Linked DNA regions of Mus musculus: region 2 is linked to region 1. The links are chromatin contacts, called in public HiCAR-type maps. All regions are on one chromosome and are shown on one strand. Each heading gives the region's core, a stretch centred on a gene start, on an enhancer-like site or on the middle of the called end of the contact. The rest is flanking DNA. Distances are from core to core; before and after follow the strand shown.

The links. HiCAR-type assays count read pairs that join an accessible place to other places.
Region 2: a contact with region 1 is called in a HiCAR-type map of fibro-adipogenic progenitors, with 3 times the contacts expected there. The contact joins two enhancer-like sites. A contact is called at or near these places in 5 of 484 Hi-C or Micro-C datasets (the C2C12 cell line, the HPC-7 cell line, bone marrow-derived macrophages and 2 more), 5 of 115 datasets of contacts at active chromatin or transcription factors (Th17 cells, embryonic fibroblasts, embryonic stem cells and 2 more) and 4 of 9 other capture datasets (embryonic stem cells, embryonic tail, embryonic trunk and 1 more).

What each region holds. Positions count from the first base shown.
Region 1 is chr2:166,222,894-166,227,808 of GRCm38.p6, reverse strand. No RefSeq gene overlaps it. Among named protein-coding and RNA genes, the nearest start is that of Gm30536, 31 kb to the right of the region's middle. Within about 2 kb of position 2,303, at least 4 of the 459 cell types and tissues checked have an H3K27ac peak or open chromatin away from gene starts, as enhancers often do. A contact at or near this core is called in fibro-adipogenic progenitors, where this site is marked.
Region 2 is chr2:166,331,830-166,337,441 of GRCm38.p6, reverse strand. No RefSeq gene overlaps it. Among named protein-coding and RNA genes, the nearest start is that of Gm30733, 48 kb to the right of the region's middle. Within about 2 kb of position 1,506, at least 15 of the 459 cell types and tissues checked have an H3K27ac peak or open chromatin away from gene starts, as enhancers often do. A contact at or near this core is called in fibro-adipogenic progenitors, where this site is marked.

The DNA.
Region 1 (4,915 bases), core at 1,054-3,553:
GCTCACCCCACTGCACCAGCTTCTCTCTATGTTCTCATGCTTACACCGACTGGGCAGGGACTTTCCCAGCCAGCCATCCCTCGGCGCTTGGTGTTTCTTTGATGTCTGTGGAGTGTGTCACGCCCTGTGGCCACCCCACGCCTGTCCTGAGTCTCCTGAGGTCTCAAGCAGGTAGTGTCTGAGGTTGACATCTTGCTGCTTTTAAAGCCACAGGTTCACACATCTCTTAGGAGCCTCACATCACAGAAGTGTTTAGATACTTTTTTTTTTGCATACTAATATTGTCCTTTTTCTACTCTAAGCAGTGTCCTGCGAGTCAGTTCCTTTGATCTGTTCTTGAGTATAGCGTTAATGGTGCCTATACTGGTTATTCTGTTTCTATACCTCATTCTGCAGTAAGAGAGCATCCTGAGATAAGATGTAGGAGGAAGGGTGGACGGAGAGCTAATAGTGTGGGAGGGCAGGCAGCCACCTTCCCATGGCCTACAGCTTCTGTGTTTCTCTCCCCGATAACAAGAGCCCAGTTCTTTTCAGGAGAACAAGGCCTTCCCCCACACACTCAGGAAGGCCTGCCAATCAGGGTGACTGGCCCCTCACCCAGGCAATGTGTGCTTTCTTCCTGGAAGCTGCTCATTAAGTGGGGTGACCAAAACATCACAAGCAGTTGAAACTGGCCCCTCTGTGGCCAAATCTGTTCCTGTTGCTCACAGAGAGCCCTGACCCAAAACGAAAGAAAACAAACCATGAACAGAAATACCATTGAAAAGGCTGAAAGGTCTGCTGGGGGTGGGGAGTGCCCCACCAACTGGGGGTGGGGAGTGCTCCACCAGCATGCATAGGGTCGCAGGTTCAATCCCCAGTAGAGGGGGGCAGGGAGAAAGGCCTACAAAGAATGTTAATGAAGTGCACTGGAGTGGCCAAGGAGGACCTGAGTTGGAATTCCCAGCTCCCATGTAAAAGGTCAGACATGGCTGTAAGTGTGCCTCACACCCCAGTACCGTGGGCATGGGAGACAGGAGGATCTCAGGGTCTGGCTGGCTAGCAAGACCATAGACCAAGACCAAGACATAGAGCAAAACACCAGAAGACATCCTACACACTCACACACACACACACACACAGGGGAGGAAAAATCTATTAATCTGGGGCAAAAGAACATTTAGTTCATCCTTGGACAACTACTCTCATTCACCAAGTTTTAGCCAGGTCCTCTAGGCTTCTTTGCAACCAGGCCTGAACTTTGAACTTTGACCCTGGCCTCACCAGACCTGCATCCCTGCAAGAATCCCCACCTCACACCTGCTTGGCCTATCCCCAGCAAGGACCCTGCTGATCTACCAAGAATTGATCCACACAGCGGGAATCCTTGAAAACCTCCTCCAGGACCTTCGACCTGCCTCCAGTAGTGAAACTCTACTGTTTTGAGGTGGCTAGAGTGGAGCCCTCACTTTCCTATTGTAACAAATGCTTGATGGGACATGCCACCCATGATTTGTCACAAGTCTGACACAAGATCTGTGTTTATGTAACCGAGCTCATGTGATGTGGTGATTAGCCCCTTTAAGAGGTGGAGCTAGTGGGAGGTTGTCACCAGCTCACTTCCTCTCTCAGGCTTCCTGTCTCTCCCTCTCAAATGTATCCCCCGTCCCCCCACCCCCACCCATGATGCCATCTGTCACTAGCCACACTACCCAGCAGCCCTCACCAGAGCCAGCGCTGTGCTGTTTGAGTTTTCATCCTCCAAAGTGTGAATCAAATAAAACATTTCTTTCCTTTACAGCGATCCAGCCTCAGGTATTTCGTTACAGTAATGAAAAACAGGCTGATAAACGATCTACTGGCATAGGCCTATGTAAAGATTTACCAGTTCGGCAAGAACCTGATAAGAACCAGATATATTTTTAAACACCTTTACTCGAAACTCTACGGCAGACCCTGTTCCTATAGTGGGGACAGAATGCAGACAGACCTGAGGAGCGATTCCTGCCCCTATGGTGTGTTTGCACAGTTGGGACCGGGATAGGCAGGTTGACAGTGACGCAGGACTCTAAAGCAGGAGAAGCGTAGTTAAAAGAGGAGGTGTCCAAACTGAACTTCTGCCAATCAAACCTCAGTCGGAAGCATCCTCCAGCCCCAGATCTCACCCGAAGTCTTACTTAAAATAATAATCATAGCCATAACTCCCGAGGTGGGGGGTGTATTTGAGATCAGCAGAAAAGTTCCAGCTCTGAGCAGATGTTTGATAATGCCTCGGGGATTGTTGCTAAGCATTTCCAGACAAGATCCTGATATCCTGTCTGTACTTGGAACCTCTTAGAGACACGTAATGAAGTATTATAAAATGATGTCACGTCTAGGATTGGCCTCAAGATAATCCAGTAGAAAAGACACAAATGGACAAAGACGAAACAAGATTCCCGGTGATGTTGAAGCTGGGAATGGATGTGTCTTGGGGGTGCCTCTCACTGGCATCTCTACTTCACACGTGGTTGAAATGTGCCATGTGATGTGTGTGTGTGTGCTGGTGCACACCTTTAATTCCAGCACTCAGGAGGCAGAGCAGGTGGATCTCTGTGAGATCAAGTTCGAAGACAGCCTGGTCTACAGAGTGAGTTCCAGGGCAGCCAAAGGTACACAGAGAAACCTTGTCTCAAAAAAAGAAAGCAAAAGAGAGGAGAGGGGAGGGAGAGAAGGAGAAAGGGAGAAAGGGGGAGGGAGAGAGAGAGCACACCTGGGAGCAACAGGTAAGGAAATGGTTAATAGCTTTCCGTTGCTGTAACAAATCACCTGAGCAAGTCAAGTTACATTAAAAAGGGGTTATAGGGTTATTCTGGCTCAGAATTTCAGATTGACTGGCTTGATTCAGTGAGCCCAAAGTGAGGCAGAACACCATGGAGGCTAGAGCATGTGGCAGAGGGACAGGGAATAGGACACTGGGACACTAGAAATGTCCTTCAAAAGTCCGTTTTGAGCACCTTTCTTCCTCTGACCAGGTCATACTTCCTGCTCCCAAATCCTAGTGACATCATCTTAATGATCCGCCGGGGTCAGAGTCCACCCCTGACCCCCTAGGGCGTCCATCCTCCCCTCCACACAAGGTAAGCTTCTGAGCAGACAGCTTTGCAAATGTGCCAGGCACTTCTGGGAGCAGGCAGTGCCAAGGAGGTGTATTCATGTGTACACACGTATGTGTGCATTGGTGGTGTGTATGTGTGCATACATGAGATTTCATATACAGAGTCAGGAGGTCAGCATCAAGTGTCTTTACGACTGCTCTCACCTCGGTGTTTGAGGCAGAGTCTCTCCCTGAACCTGAAGCACACCATGCAGCTAGGCTGGCAGTCCGTGAGTTTTGAAGAGCTGCCTGTCTTGGTCTGCACCCTCACCAGATTTTTACAGAGAGATCCAAACACAGGACCTCATGCCCCTGTGGCTAGCACTTTTCCAGCTGAGCTATTTCCAAAGCCCTCATTTTCTCCTTCTAAAAGAGCGAAGGAAATTCAGAATAAATTGGCAGAATGGCTGACTTTAGAGGCTTTCTCCTCAACATTCTTCAGAAACAAAGTCGGTGGGTGGGGAGATATATATTATGCATACATGTGGCACGGCACACGAGTGTGTGTGCACCTGTGGACACACATGTGGAGGTCAGAATAGGACAACAGGCAGATTCCTCTTTCACCTCCCACCTGTCTCTCATTTGCTTCTGCCTTGGCCTCCCCTCCCTTCCCTCCCCTTCCCTCCTCACCCCCCCCATTTTCTTCCTTTCCCTCTCCTCCCCTTCCCTCTCCTTCCTTTTCCCCTCCCCTCCTCTTTCTACCCTTCCCCTCCTTCCTCTCCTCTCCCCTTCGTTCCCCGTTTCTCCTCTTTCCTCCCTCCCTTTCTTCCTTTCCCTTCCCTCCCCTCCTCTTTCTCCCCTTCCCTCTTCTCCTCTCCTCTCCCTTCCCCTTTTCTCCTCTTCTCTCCCTCCCTCCCTTCCTCTCCCCTTCCCTCCTTTTCCTTTAAGTCAAGATCTTATTAAGCAGTGAGGTTGGTCTCAACTCTCCATGCTCCTGCCTTCACCTAGTGAGCACTGAGCTCGCAGGTACCCACCTACACACCCAGTGCATTGTGATTTGTGATCTTCATAACAGAACCGTCAGGATGTACAGTGTATTTCCAATGAGCCTCAGCGTGTGAGCGGATTCTATATAAGTTCACATTCCTTGGCAAGAGCATTCAAAGTTCAAACCCCACTGAGCAGGCTCCAGTCACCTCACAGACACTGAGAAAATCTTCAAAGGGAAGATACTCCATTTGGCAGGGAGGTGGATGTGTAATGGGGATATTGAGAGAGTTCTGAAAAATATTACACTGGCCAGGTGAATCAACGCAACAATCCACATTGGGTTAGCCATACTCTTCTCTGGCTACTGGAGTCACTGTGTCCTCAGCCAGTCCACTGAGCTACTGAGAGACCCAGTTCTGTTTTGTCCACCGAGCTAGACATATATGAAGTAACAACTACATTTGAGTTTGGTCCTGGCTGTGACTATGTGGATCCGACAGACAGACAGACAGACAGACAGACAGCATTCCCTGTTTTCTTTACCAAGCATTCTTTGTCTCCTGTTGAGCTTCTCCAAACCAGCTCTCCAGAATCAGATGGTAGACACCATGATCAATTATTTTGGACTTGAAACCCAGACACAGGGAGGGAATCCCTGCTGCTCCCAGGTTAACACTCTGAACGCATTCCAGTCTTCAACACAATTCGAACATTTCACTGATTGTGATCCAAATGGACGCTGAGGGATTGTTTGTTTTTTAAAACAGGATCCCAACACATAGTCCTAGCTGGCATCAGGCTCACAGCAAGCCTCCTGCCTCCGCTTTTTGAGTGTTTAGATAACAAGACAGAGCCACCATGCCCTTC
Region 2 (5,612 bases), core at 257-2,756, 110 kb before region 1:
TTCGGCCCCCAGGCTGGGGAATTTACTTAAAGCTGCAGGCTGTCTAGAGACCCCGATGGCTGTCTGGTTCTGCACGGGATACCAAGATCTTAGGAGTGGAGACCTGTTGGCCTTCTCCCTCTCCTCCCCTCTCTGTGCATGTGCATGGGTGTGGGTGGGCAGCCTCCAGAGCTGCCCCTGCCACATGTTTGCACACCGTGGTAGCGGCCCCCAAGTTGTCACTAGTCCCCTTCTCCACCCCGCACCTCTCTGTAGGCGTGCTGGGATTATACTGCATGCAACAGCATCGCATCAAGATGGGTTGTAGTAATCTCCTCTGGGTTGTGGTGATCTAAACAAGGGTCTGCGTGCACAGCAAGTGCTATCTTTACCCACCGAATCATCGTCAAGTCTCTCAGGGTCACACTTTCTTACCTGCTCACTTCTCAGCTATACCCAGGTACTGTGTGCCAGCTTGGATCTGAAATGTCCCTATAAGGCCTTGCTTGGGTCAAGGGTTTAGTCCCCGGGAGGATACGACTGAGAGGCGATAGAACCTTTAAAAGGTGGGGTCTATTTCAAGTCATTGGCAGGGGTGGAAGCTGTGGGACTCTGGTCTCTCAGAGCTTCCTTTGCTTCCTGGCCACCATACAGAGATCTGCTTACTCGTGAGGCACCTCTGCACTCAGGCCCAGAGACGCAGGCACCCCCGAACAAACAGGAGTTGAAAGTTCCAGAGCCGTGGGCCCAAATAAACCTGTCCTCTCACTCAGACAATTGTCCAGGGTGTGCCTTGCATTCACAGAAAGCTAACTAACACAGATACCGCATACATACATACATACATACATACATACATACATACATACTACAACAAACACTCTACACACCCACCCATGAGTGTGTAAATCAGTGAAGCAGGGTTAATGAGAGCCCTTACAGCCATGTCAATTAATGCCAAAATCTAGGTCTTGGGACAGAGGATAGGAATTGGAAATATGGCAGATTGGACCCACTGCCCTGTGGCTGGTAGATGGGTCCACAAAGACTTGCCCAGAGTGAGGGCTGAGAGACCTGTTCATCTGTTTGGGGGTCATGGGTGCTCATTGCCTTTATGTTGCTGTGACAAAACCTGACAGAAACACCCTAGTGAAGGAAGGATTTACTCAGGTGGATCTCAGTTCACCATGGCGGATAGGAAGACATGACGAAGCAGTTCCTCAGCCCACCATGGCAGGGAGCAAAAAACCTGGCTGAGCAGCTTGTGCCAGTGGGAATGTGTTGCAGAGAACGCTCATATCATGGTGGACCCAGAAGGAAAAGGCAACAGGAAACAGTTGAGGCAATATGCCACACCCCCACATCCCCACATTGTGACCGACCTTCTCTAGCTAGGCTCTGTTCCCCCAGGGTCTTAGACCCCCTCAAAATAGTAACCAGTCATGGAGCAAGCATTCAAACCACAAGACTGTGAGCAGTGGTTCAGATTTAGACTGTGACAGTGAGCAAAGGCAGACTTTAATAAGTCTTTTCCACATGCTCAGATCTGCTCTGGGGATGCTGTGAGGTCATAGTCTGGCTCGGCTCCTGCACCTCCAAAGCCCAGCTCAGAAAATAAGTTCCATCCGTGTGTCAATATGGCACCCAGCCCTTCTCACGGGACGTGTTCTTTCCACTCTTCTGGGCTTTTGCCTCCTGTTTGAAAAATAGTTCTTGTTTTCATTTTCCATGTTTCAGATGCAGCTGTTGCCATGGTCTCTGGGAGCCTGAGCATCCATAGTGCAGCGGACAAGTGAGAGTTTCTATGGAGGTAGGGAGCGAGGGGTGGGGACCAAGAGCTGTGGCCTGGCCCGCAGGAGGATCAGGGAGGAAAGACCTGAGCGGACAGTTGGAAAGGATGCCGGAAGGCTGCAGCCCCCTTTATCTCCTAAAATCTTCACATGTATCAACTAAAAACAGAAAGAAGAGGAATAGGGTAAGGTGTCTGCTGTGTAAACTGGTCCCCAGCCCATGTTAAAGCTGGGTGTGGCCATGGTGTCTGTAATCCAAGCACCGGGGCAGGAAAGGATCCCTGGACTCGATGACCAGCCAGGCGAGCTGAAGCAGGAAGCTCTGGGTCCAGTGAGTGTCGTTGTCTCAAAAGATAAAGTGGAGGCCGGGCGTGGTGGCTAACACCTTTAATCCCAGCACTCGGGAGGCAGAGGCAGGCAGATTTCTGAGTTCGAGGCCAGCCTGGTCTACAAAGTGAGTTCCAGGACAGCCAGGGCTATACAGAGAAACCCTGTCTCGAAAAAAAAAAAAAAAAAAAAAAAAAAAAAAAAAAGATAAAGTGTAGAGTGACTGGGAAAGACACCAATGTCAATCTGATCCCCACAAACACCTTCATGGGCAAATACATCTCATACGCTTGTGCACGCACACACACATGCACACACACACGCACACAGGCACACACATGCATGGGCGCGCACCTGTACACACACAAAGAGAGAGGGGAGTAGGAAGAAAAAAGGAAGTCAGGAAAAGAGGGCCATTGGATGGTGACAAACTGAGTCATGGAGTCAGGAGTGACACTGGTATGAGAGATGTGTCTAATTCTTCCCGGATTCCATCTAGTCACAACGAGGCAAACATCAATGGGAGGTTCTGAGCAGGGGAACCGCTGTAACTGGAAGCCGGGATGGGGGCTGGGCGGGAGGGCAGAGGTGAGAAACTCATGAGCAGCTTGTAAAAACCAGGTGGCTCCAGCCAGCAGAGAAGGCAGGAGGGGGCTGGCCTTGGTCCAGGTTCTGAAGATGGGGTGCACACATTTCCTGGTAAGAAGAGGACAAAGACAGCTCCCAGGTATGCTGCCTAGGTGCGGGACGGATGAGCTTGCAGTTAATAGGGAAGCTGGCAGGATCCCTCGATTTGGTCAGGATGGTCATCCTGTCTGGGCGCTATAACAAAATCCCCCTCATAGAATAGTTTACAGAAACCAGAAATGTATTTTATTTTATTTTATCAGTGTAGACGCTGCAAAGGCCAAGGTCCCGAGACAGAGTCTGGGGAGGCCCCTTTCTGGACCCAGGTGTCCCCTTCTCTGTATAGTTCTGTAGTGGGAGCAGGTGATCAAGTTCCCTTGCACTTCTTTCATAAGAGCACTCATGTCATTTCTGGGAGCTCCACCCCTCAGGACCTAATCACTCCTCGGCGGGTCCTCCTAACACATCACCTAGGGGCAGGATTTTACTACATGCACTGGGGGAGGCCCCAGCAGAGGTAACGTGCCCACCCCTTACATACATTCAGGAGCTCAGCGCTCAAGAGGGTTCAGGGCACAGAAGCACACGTGGGCACTATCACCATGCAAGACTATTTAAATCCTTCTTGAAGATTTCCCAGGGAGAGAACAGCTGGTCCCAGTCTCATGCTGACTGTGAGATCCTAGGCAAGGCCAATCACCACTGAAGCTCTCTGTTGGTCTGCAAACTGATAGATCGTAGCAGCTGCTCTTTGGTGTCCTGTCCAGATCTCTAATCTACAGAACAGGACTTCAGGGTGGATGGACCTCTGCTGAGGAAGAGGAGCTACCCACAGGCTAGCACTGATCCTACCAAGATAAGATCTGGATCAGATGGGACATGCAGGACTGAACAATTCTGGTACACTTGCCACAAGACACTAGAGGCCCCTATATCCCCCAAGCTGCCAGGCTGGGACCACCAGTAACCAAACCCTTGACCACATTTAGTTCTCCACAACGTGGAACTGGAACCATTGGGAATCAATTCAGTGAGATGTCTGAGCTAGAAAACCTGCAGCATCCAGGGCCAGAGGAATGGGAAGTGTCAGCCCGTGCCTACCCAGCCTGGGAAATGGATCCCTGTGCCTTCAGCAAGAGCTTTCTGCTCTTCATCCCAGGGCACACCCAAGTCACTACCATCTGTGAGTAATGCCTTGGATATAAAAGGACGGGTGCTCTATGGGGTAGAGTAGATGTCCACCCTGGCAAGACTGTCTCTCTCCAGTTGATGTCTCTGAGGTAGGGACGTGGAACATGGAGGAAGTCTGTTTCCAGGCCAAGCAGAACATTCATGGAGTCAGAAAACAACACAGGGACAGATATATTGAAGAAGTTTGTTGGGTTGGATCGAGAATTTCTGCAGCTAAAGTCAGAGTAAGGAGGACTCGCTTTCAATGAGGTCAGGGTGAGGAGGGAGCCTCACAGATCATGCAAAAGAGACCAGTGCGAACACTCATCTCCGTGAGTGATGGGTGTGGTGCTCAGGAATACAAAATCAAGACACGCTCCCTTGGCTGGAACCCTGCCTCTTTTCATTTTTCTTCCATGTCACCTCGGACAAGAGACACAGCCTTTCAGCGTCTAGAACTTTCATTTGACAAATGAACTTACACAGACAGAGGCCAGAACACATGGTACCACGCAGGGCCTGCTTCTCCGACGACTGGCTGATCCCTTGGCTACATTCCAGATTTCTTTTTACTGCTCTTTGAACAGCTGCCCAGAACACATCTGGATTCAAACTCCACAGGCACACAAGAAGAGCTCGGCCCATGAAGAATGCAGCTCAGCCTTCTCTGTCATCAGAGGAAGTCAGGGTGGCTGCAGTATGGGCAGCTTGGGGCGGTGTGTGTGTGTGTGTGTGTGTGTGTGTGTGTGTGTGTGGCAGCAGAAGACTTTAAAATCGCAGCATGAAGCCAAGATACAGCATGTAATGTGGTGGTCAAAAACAGAGGAGCCAAGAGGTGTTTTGGGATGGTGCCAGCCAAGTGTTGAGAGCTGGCATATGATGGACAGACAGACGGACACTCTGGCAGCCAGGGGGGGGAGGAATGGGAATGTGAGAGCACCTGCTGTCCTTTGAAACCCAAGAGAATCCACTAGAACTCTCACTACTCCAATCTACACCCATTAAGGGGGCTATACCAGCCAATTATAACACCCACACAAAGAAACGTGAAGCAATCCTAGATGTTTCTGGAGAGGGAAAGAATGTAGGAGGAACCTACTGACCAAACTCAGTGTTGATGTTGGGACAGAAAGAGATGGATGGACAAAGTGCCAGTCTGTAAATGAATGGACTCTGATTGTAATGGTTAATTTTCATGGGTGACTTGACTGCACTTAAAATAACCAAGGAGACGCACTTCTATCATGCCTCTATGTGTTTTACTGAGAAGGGAAGATCTACTCCAAATGTGAGCAAGTACCATCCCACTGTCAGGGTCAGGGTCAAGAGGATTCCTAGAGGGCCAGAGTGAGCAAGGAGCTCATGGTTGTGTTGATAAGACCAACCCAGGTATTGGCTCACGTCCCCTCAGTCAAATGGTGGGCGTGGCGAGTAAGAACTCAAAGCTGAGGTGGGTGATGGTGGCACATGCTTTTAATCCCAGAACTCAGGAGGCAGAGGCAGACAGATCTCTTGAATCTCTTGAGTTCCAGGTCAGCCAGTGTTACACAGGAAAACTCTGTCTCAAAAGAAAAAAAAAATCCAAAACTGGGGGCACAATGAGTCACAAAGTTCATGAAGAAATATCAATCTGACAGAAGCATTTGTCTCTCTCTGCTTCCTGACTGGGTGCAATGTGACCAGCTGCCTCGTGCTCCTGCGGCCACCTCTGGAACCACT